2 separate regions of the Sus scrofa genome follow, and region 2 is linked to region 1. A link is a contact called in public Hi-C data. All regions are on one chromosome and are shown on one strand. Each heading gives the region's core, a stretch centred on a gene start, on an enhancer-like site or on the middle of the called end of the contact. The rest is flanking DNA. Distances are from core to core; before and after follow the strand shown.

Region 1 (3,359 bases), core at 302-2,801:
GACTCACAGACATGGAGAACAGACTTGTGGTTGTTAAGGAGGAGGGAGGGAGTGGGAGGGACTAGGAGTTTGGAATTAGTAGATGCAAACTATTACACTTAGGATGGATAAGCAATGAGGTCTTACTGTATAGCACAGGCAACTATATCCAGTCTCTTGGGATAGACCATGATGGAAGATAATGTGAGAAAAAGAATGTGTATATATATGTGTGCGTGTATATACACAATATATATATATATGACTGGGTCACTGTGCTGTACAGCAGAAATTGGCACAACGTAGTAAATCAACTATAATTTAATTTTTAAAAATTAATTTAGAAAAAGAGAAAGAAACCTGAGCAAGACTCAGCAAGCAACACCCACTGGAACAGTCCCATTGTCAGAGAAATTCTAGTGACAGGCATTCTGGTTACAAAGACATGGTTTCCATGTGACAGGGCTCCTGGAGCCAATGCTGGGTCTGAGGCGATGGGAGGAGACAGAAAGCGATGAGAGAGGACTGGTACATGGAGGCCTGAGCATCCTTGCTTTGGGTCCCCATCAGGGACTAACAGAGCACATAAGGCCCTTTTCCACCCCCACCCCCCATCCCACCCCGAGCCCTGCCAGGGTCGGCACACTGGGTCTTCAGTCACCACCAGTGGAGAGAGGGGCTGTGCCTACAGAGCAGAGTGCTCAGGCCATGGCCCTGGAGACAACAGAGCCAGGGGAGGGCTTCGGGAGGCTGTGTGTCCTGCTGCAGCTGGGGGACACTGGAGGCAGCAGAATTCAGATTACCATGTGTTGTAAACTCATCGCCACCCACAGACGTGAGCATTTGGGTGACATACCACTATGCCACAGGATCTGTACCCCCAAGATTATACAAATATATTTAGATTGATCAAGTCGCATTACACTGGGGACAAATTTTAATACTTAGTTCTATTTGGAAAACAAAAACAAAAACAAAAACCCTAGATTCCTGCTCAGATTCTTGGGACCAAGACAGGGATGGCAACGCTCCTTCCCTAACTCCTTCCCTATCGGGCCCAGAGTACTGCGCTTTGCCCTGAGCATCACAGGAAAACTGTTCTGTGCACTGAGAGCACTGGAGTATAGGAACATCCACGTCTCTGCCAATCCTGATTGGACAGTATTTTCAGACTTCTGGTCAACCTCTGCTGTGTGGCTGGTGGGCTAGAAAGGTGTTCCACCCTCTGGGGCTGAGGCTACTGGCGTCTCTGTTCCAGGTAACAGAGGCTCTGCATTGATACAAACAGGAAATCAGATCTTTTCTCAAAATACTGGACAAACAAACAAAACAAAAAACCCTCAAACCTACAAATGCATAGTTTTTGTTTTGTTTTTTTTAATGGCCTCAACAACGGCAGGTAAAGAGAAGAATACATATTTATATAAAATGTTTTGTGACAAAATGGAAAAGGAGCTTAGGGAGGCCCCATTTTGTGGTTCGCTAGAAAAATAAAAAGCTAAAGCCTCAGCCATGGTCTCTATTGAAAGCGGAAAAAAAAAATCAGAAAAGAGGAACTAGTTGGGGAGTGCAGTGAATGCTGGCTTCCCTCCTCCGGCCCACTCAACCCTGTCACCATGGAGACTCCTGAAGGTTCCAGGAATGACTCACGCAATTTGCTGATGGAGCCTTTGAAATGGAAGCAGCACCGCAGCACAAAGGCAAACTTCGTCTGCAGCCCTTGAAGAAGGGGCCTTTGACTCCTGACTGACGCCCAGGACATGGAATTTGGGCTTCAGCACTGCCTTTTCCTTCTTCCCGGCCCTCATTACTTGGAGCGCTTGCCTCCAAGAGCAAAGGTCAAAAAGTACTCTTGCCTGGCCTGGGGCTTATGCACCACTCTTGGAAAAACACTGAAGCAGAACCGGAGAGTGAATGCTGATGACTGGGAGGTTGCAGCGCAGGGGCTGCGGGCAGGGATGGGGGCCCGCGGAGGCCGGGAGGGCGCCTTTCAGAAGCACGGGACTGGGGAAAGGCGTGCGGGCGCGACGGGCCAAGCCTCCTGGTGGGCCACGGAAATTCAGTCCCTCGCTGCTCCTACGGTTGCAGGAAACTGGCCCACGTCAGCTTCTTCCGAACTTAGGGATGCAGGTGCCATGCGGAATGGCCTTGGGCTTCACCTCCACCTTAGCAAGGCCGTAAAGACCGAGAGCCCCAGGAAAAAGCGCAAAGGAAAGCCACGTGATTGGCGCGCATGTGCCCTGGGTTCTTCTTTCTCAAGGGCCTCGCGGTAGAGCAGGTCTTGCAAAGGCTGCCCTGGGGCCCACGTCGGCTCCCCAGTAGGGGCGAGGCAGTGCCCCTGCGCTCCCCGAGAGCCCGGGGCCCTCCCTTTGGGGGCTTGTCCTGGGACCCCCGCTTCCTGGGGCACAAGTGTCAGGCTGGGCTGTCCGACCCCTTCCCTGTTCGCTGGGCGTGGCCAAGCCCGTCAGCCACAGAGGAAAACCTAAGAAGGGGGAACCTTCTGGAGTCAGGCCCAAGCTTTGTGTCAGACCACAGGGAACCTGCCAGGGTTGCCCCCACGACACGCTCCTAAGCAGAAGTTCCCCAGAACTCCGGAGTCGGAAATGCACGGCAGTGACCCCGTTTCTTCGTGGAAGGGGAGGCCGGGGGGGCGGGGGAAGACTGGATTCTTTCCTCCTGCACCCTAAATCTATGTCCTGGTGACTGCACCTGCTCAACCAGGAAAATAAGCAAGAAATAAAGGTCTGTGCGAAGCTGCAGTCGCCTCTTCTCAACTATTTATTCTGATTTCTCGACAAGTGAGTTAATTGGATGGGCCCCCGTGACAGACATTCCATACTCAAATTCATAGCTTTCTGCCAAAACAACATATTGTGTGCTGCTATATTTTCCGTGTTGGAACCAGGAGCTGACGTGGGTCTGAGCAGTTTTATGTGGGAAGAGGGAGACAGGAGGCACAGAACAAAGGCGGCAGCTCCAGAGGTGCCAGGCGGGCCCATGAAGAAGAGCCATCAGCCTGTCTCTGACCTTCTTAGCTGCGCCTGCTTCCTTTTTACTGTGGGTCTGGCTGTACAGGGTTCAAGTTCAAAGGGAGCCACAGGGAGGGAAGAACAGATGCCAGGTAGGGAGCCTCCCCAGCTGGGGCTTCCCTGCAGCCCGGGAAGGGCAGGGACCTCCATGGATGCGGCTGCCCCTGGTGGCATGTCCCTGACATGTGGCTCTGCCCTGGATCTCTGTCCAGTGGGCTCATTCACAGGCACCCGGATCTTCTGGAAAGCACCGTGCTACCAGCTGCTGCTTCCCGGGAAAAGGCAGGGAGGTCCCGGCTGTCCAGAGGGGAGGGCCAGGGCAGGCTCAGCGCTGGGCACTTGCTCGCTACC
Region 2 (3,737 bases), core at 486-2,985, 130 kb before region 1:
AAGAAATCACGGTGGTTCCCTGCTTCCAGTTAGATCAGGTAAAAACCCTTTAGCTGGATTTCAAGATCCTTCATCAGTGGGGCCCCTCGACCTTTCCACGCCTACGCCCCAAATGGGAGCTCTTCCCTCTGGTCCACTCAGCTGCCCCACTCCTACTCTGCCCCCATCTCTCTTGCTCACATCAGCTCCCTTCCTCTACCCAGAGTTTAGATTTCCTTCAGGGTCTAGCTAAGTCATAAAGACTGCCTTGCTTTCCCCAGTCCAAAATGTTCTGTATTCCCTCTGCGAATCCCCTCATAGTCAAGAATGTGCTTCCTTTGACTACCATTAGTAGGGTTTGCTGAATTCTTACAGTGGACAAAATTGATTCACTCTCTCTTGAAAATAACTCCAAGAGATAAACGTTCACCTCGTTTTGCAGATGAGAAAACTGAGTTTCAAAAGGTAAATGTGCCCAAAACTGCATCTGGGATTTGAACCCAGGAAGTCTGATAACTGCCCTCTGCTACATTTTAAATACTCTGTTTCTTTTTGTCTCCTACAGAATTCAATGGCAAAGATCATTTTTACTATTTTTTTTTTTCTTTTCCAGTGGGTGTAGCTAAGGGCAGAGCATATGGTCTTTATTTAATAAACACTCACTTCTTTTGCTTCTGACTTCCAGATTTAAGATACTATGACCCCAATTGAGTTAAGTAGATGATGAAACCAGTGGTCACTCCAGGATTATTTGCCTGATAAATAGCAGATGATAATCAGGACAGGCCGCAGCGACCAGTGACATCCTGACAATAAACTGCTTAGCCTGGGTGGTCCCCTTTTTTCTTGTCCTTTGGAAAAAAAAAAAAAAACCAAGGTAAAAACAAAAACAAAAACAAAAACACCTGAGCACTCATTGCTAGTCTGAAATCATTTTGCTTCCAACTCTAATTCAAATCATCTCAGGGGCTTTGTTGACATTATCTGCTAATGATTGCAATCCATCTTTCCAAAAGGAGAGAGGCACCAAGCTGTCAAACAACACCCTTCTGTCCATGGAGATCAGAGGTCTGAGGTCACCTCCCGACTTGCTGCCGGGCCAGCTGCCTGCTCCGGGCCTCTGGATGCATTTCTAAAGGGTAATATTTACAGTGCTGGATAGCTGAGCACTGCGGAGCTTAATGGGATTCTTAATAAAGGCGGCTTTCATTAAGACAGGGAGCACAGGCAAGGTGCCCTTGCTTTTGAGGAAAGGACAGCCCAGCGCAAGATGAATGCTCCTCCTGGGCTTGGAAATCACGCGGGTCAAGTGCCTTGTCATGCATTAACAGCCTTTTTAAGTTCCTGGGCAGATTGAGAGGAACGGCTTAGATAAACGAAGGCAGAAGAATCATGCGATCTGTCTTGGTAGCAAAAACGCTGAGACACAGCAGCTGCATTTAAAAAGAGCGATTTGCTAAATGAGTGGCCGGCTACGTTCCAGATGGCCAATGTGACACAGGGCTTGGAGGGATTCTTTATTCAATCCTGCATCTGTCTAGACCGAGACATGAAAGGCCAGGTTATAGTTACTGCAGAAGCAGCAGCAGCAGCAGCAGCAGCAGCAGCTTTGAAACTCTTACATAAAACATGCTCGGTACCACCAATGAGGCCGCTTGGCCGGAGATCAGCTGGAGAGGATGCGGCAGCATGGCGTGCGTGCAGCCTCAAGGAAAGCCAGCGTCTCAGCTGAATGACAGCCAGCTGGATGGGGCTCTCCCTGTGCAGGTCTGCTTGCTGTATCACTTCCCCCACCTCCCTTGTGTACGAGGGAAGGTGCTCTTAGTAGGAGGAAGCACTGGGATGAGGTCAGAAAGCAGAAATATTGGTTGTGTTCTATTTGCCTTCTTTATATGCACTTTTAAAACTTTTCCCATGTATTTTGTCTTGATTTTTCTAGTTAGGTTGTCAAATTTCCAAGATGGACGAAAGAATACTCTTAGCTTCTGCCTACAACTCCACTCTGTTTTTCCTTATTCCTGTCCCTAGCATTTAATTCAGTCCTGGCCCTAGTAGCTCTTTAGAGATGACAGCTCAAAGATGCTGGCTGAGGAGGCCAGGGGTAGACAGAGGACCACTCAGTTCTGGGGCCTCGAGGTCTATGAGACATGCTGACTGACTGACTTAAACTAGCTCAGGCACTTGATGAGCGTTTTGCCCAACTTTCATGCAACAGGCAGCCACAGAGCTTCACTGGGCTGGAATGGGGACTTATAGGGAGGCAGTTCTATTGACCTATTTTTCTCCAATGAGTTATACCCCAAGCCTACTTCTTCTTCTTTTTATTGCTTTTTAGGGCCAAACCTGCAGCATATGGAAGTCCCCAGGCTATGGGTCTAATCCAAGCTGTAGGCGCTGGCCCACACCACAGCCACAGCAACATGGGATACGAGCCTCTTCTGTGACCTCCACCACAGCTCACAGCAATTCAGGATCCATAACCTACTGAGGAAGGCCAGGGTTGGAACCAGATCCTCATGGATAATAGTTGGGTTGGTAACCCGCTGAGCCACAACAGGAACTCCCAAGCCTATTTAATTTTTATTATTGGATTGAAAGTTTCCATGGGTTGAAGCTTTCACTGTGTTCTGAGAAGCCATTCAAGGTCACAGCTGGAATGTTCTGACTGGTCAGTAAACAAGGCTGCTTCCTCCTCCCCACTTCCCCTTCCCCTACCCCTCCACCCCAGAACTCTCTGGACCTCCACACTGGACCTCCACACTGGACAGCAGCTTCATTTTTTGCTAAGGAGGAAAAGTTTAACCTGATGAATCACCAGCAGCACTTCCTGTGACATTCCACGGAAAACTACAGTTTGCTTAAGAAAAACTCTGAAGTACTTCAGCTACTGCGGTTTCTGATCTACACAGAAATGGAAAAATTTGAGTTCTTCTCTAGGCTGATACACCGAAGCTATTCCACCAACATTTTTCTCTCTTGGAAGTTCCCAATTATCAGCACTACATCTACCCTATAATCAGCCTGAAATACTTAAATGAACAGGGATGTCCTGGGTGGGGGGGTGGAATATAGCATTACCTCCATGCCAATCTCATCCACGTACCGCTTTTTTTTTTTCTTTTTTTCTTTTTGCTGCAACTGCAGCATATGGAAGTTCTTGGGGCCAGGGATCAAATCCAAGACACAGCTGCAACCTATGCCACAGCTGCGGCAACACCAGATCCTTAACCTACTGCACAGTGGCCTGAGCCACTGCTGCACAGACAATGCCAATCCTTAGTCTGCTGCACCACCGTGGGAACTCCAAAATAGCACTTATGCAACCATCTCTTCCCAGTTTCCTCATCTGTACCACTAAGCACAGAAAATGATTTGAAGGGCTATTTTTTAGTTCTCTCAGGGATGGCATCTAATTAGCATCATTCTAGACGCCTGGATGCAAAGCTAATCCACACACACAAAGGATGCCTTTGGACACAGTTGACCTTGACTTTATTGATGGAGATCTTTATGGCAAGAGTCTTTATGATGATGGAAAGGGAGTTATTCTAGTATCAATAATATTCTAGCAGCAGATATGCCAAGAGGTCAGAGCAATGAAGTCGCTGAACTCTTGAGATGATTACAAATCTTTCAAGTTCTTGTTAAGAGCAAATAGCTCAGAAGGGTATAAAAGGAGATTACTGCCCTTCTTAAGAAACCGGTTAGCATGCTGAACATAACACTGATGAATATTATCAAATGATCTTCAAGTGCAC

Evidence for each region. Hi-C and Micro-C count contacts between places; a contact is called where the count stands out from the background.
Region 2: a contact with region 1 is called in a Hi-C map of fetal skeletal muscle, with 2.3 times the contacts expected there. The contact joins two enhancer-like sites. A contact is called at or near these places in 11 of 47 Hi-C or Micro-C datasets (alveolar macrophages, embryonic fibroblasts, epiblast stem cells and 6 more) and 1 of 2 datasets of contacts at active chromatin or transcription factors (skeletal muscle).

What each region holds. Positions count from the first base shown.
Region 1 is chr11:7,517,218-7,520,576 of Sscrofa11.1, reverse strand. No RefSeq gene overlaps it. Among named protein-coding and RNA genes, the nearest start is that of MEDAG, 27 kb to the left of the region's middle. Within about 2 kb of position 1,551, at least 26 of the 83 cell types and tissues checked have an H3K27ac peak or open chromatin away from gene starts, as enhancers often do. A contact at or near this core is called in fetal skeletal muscle and retroperitoneal adipose tissue, where this site is marked.
Region 2 is chr11:7,644,134-7,647,870 of Sscrofa11.1, reverse strand. The region is part of intron 9 of LOC102159067; the gene reads right to left. Among named protein-coding and RNA genes, the nearest start is that of TEX26, 74 kb to the right of the region's middle. Within about 2 kb of position 1,735, at least 16 of the 83 cell types and tissues checked have an H3K27ac peak or open chromatin away from gene starts, as enhancers often do. A contact at or near this core is called in fetal skeletal muscle and retroperitoneal adipose tissue, where this site is marked.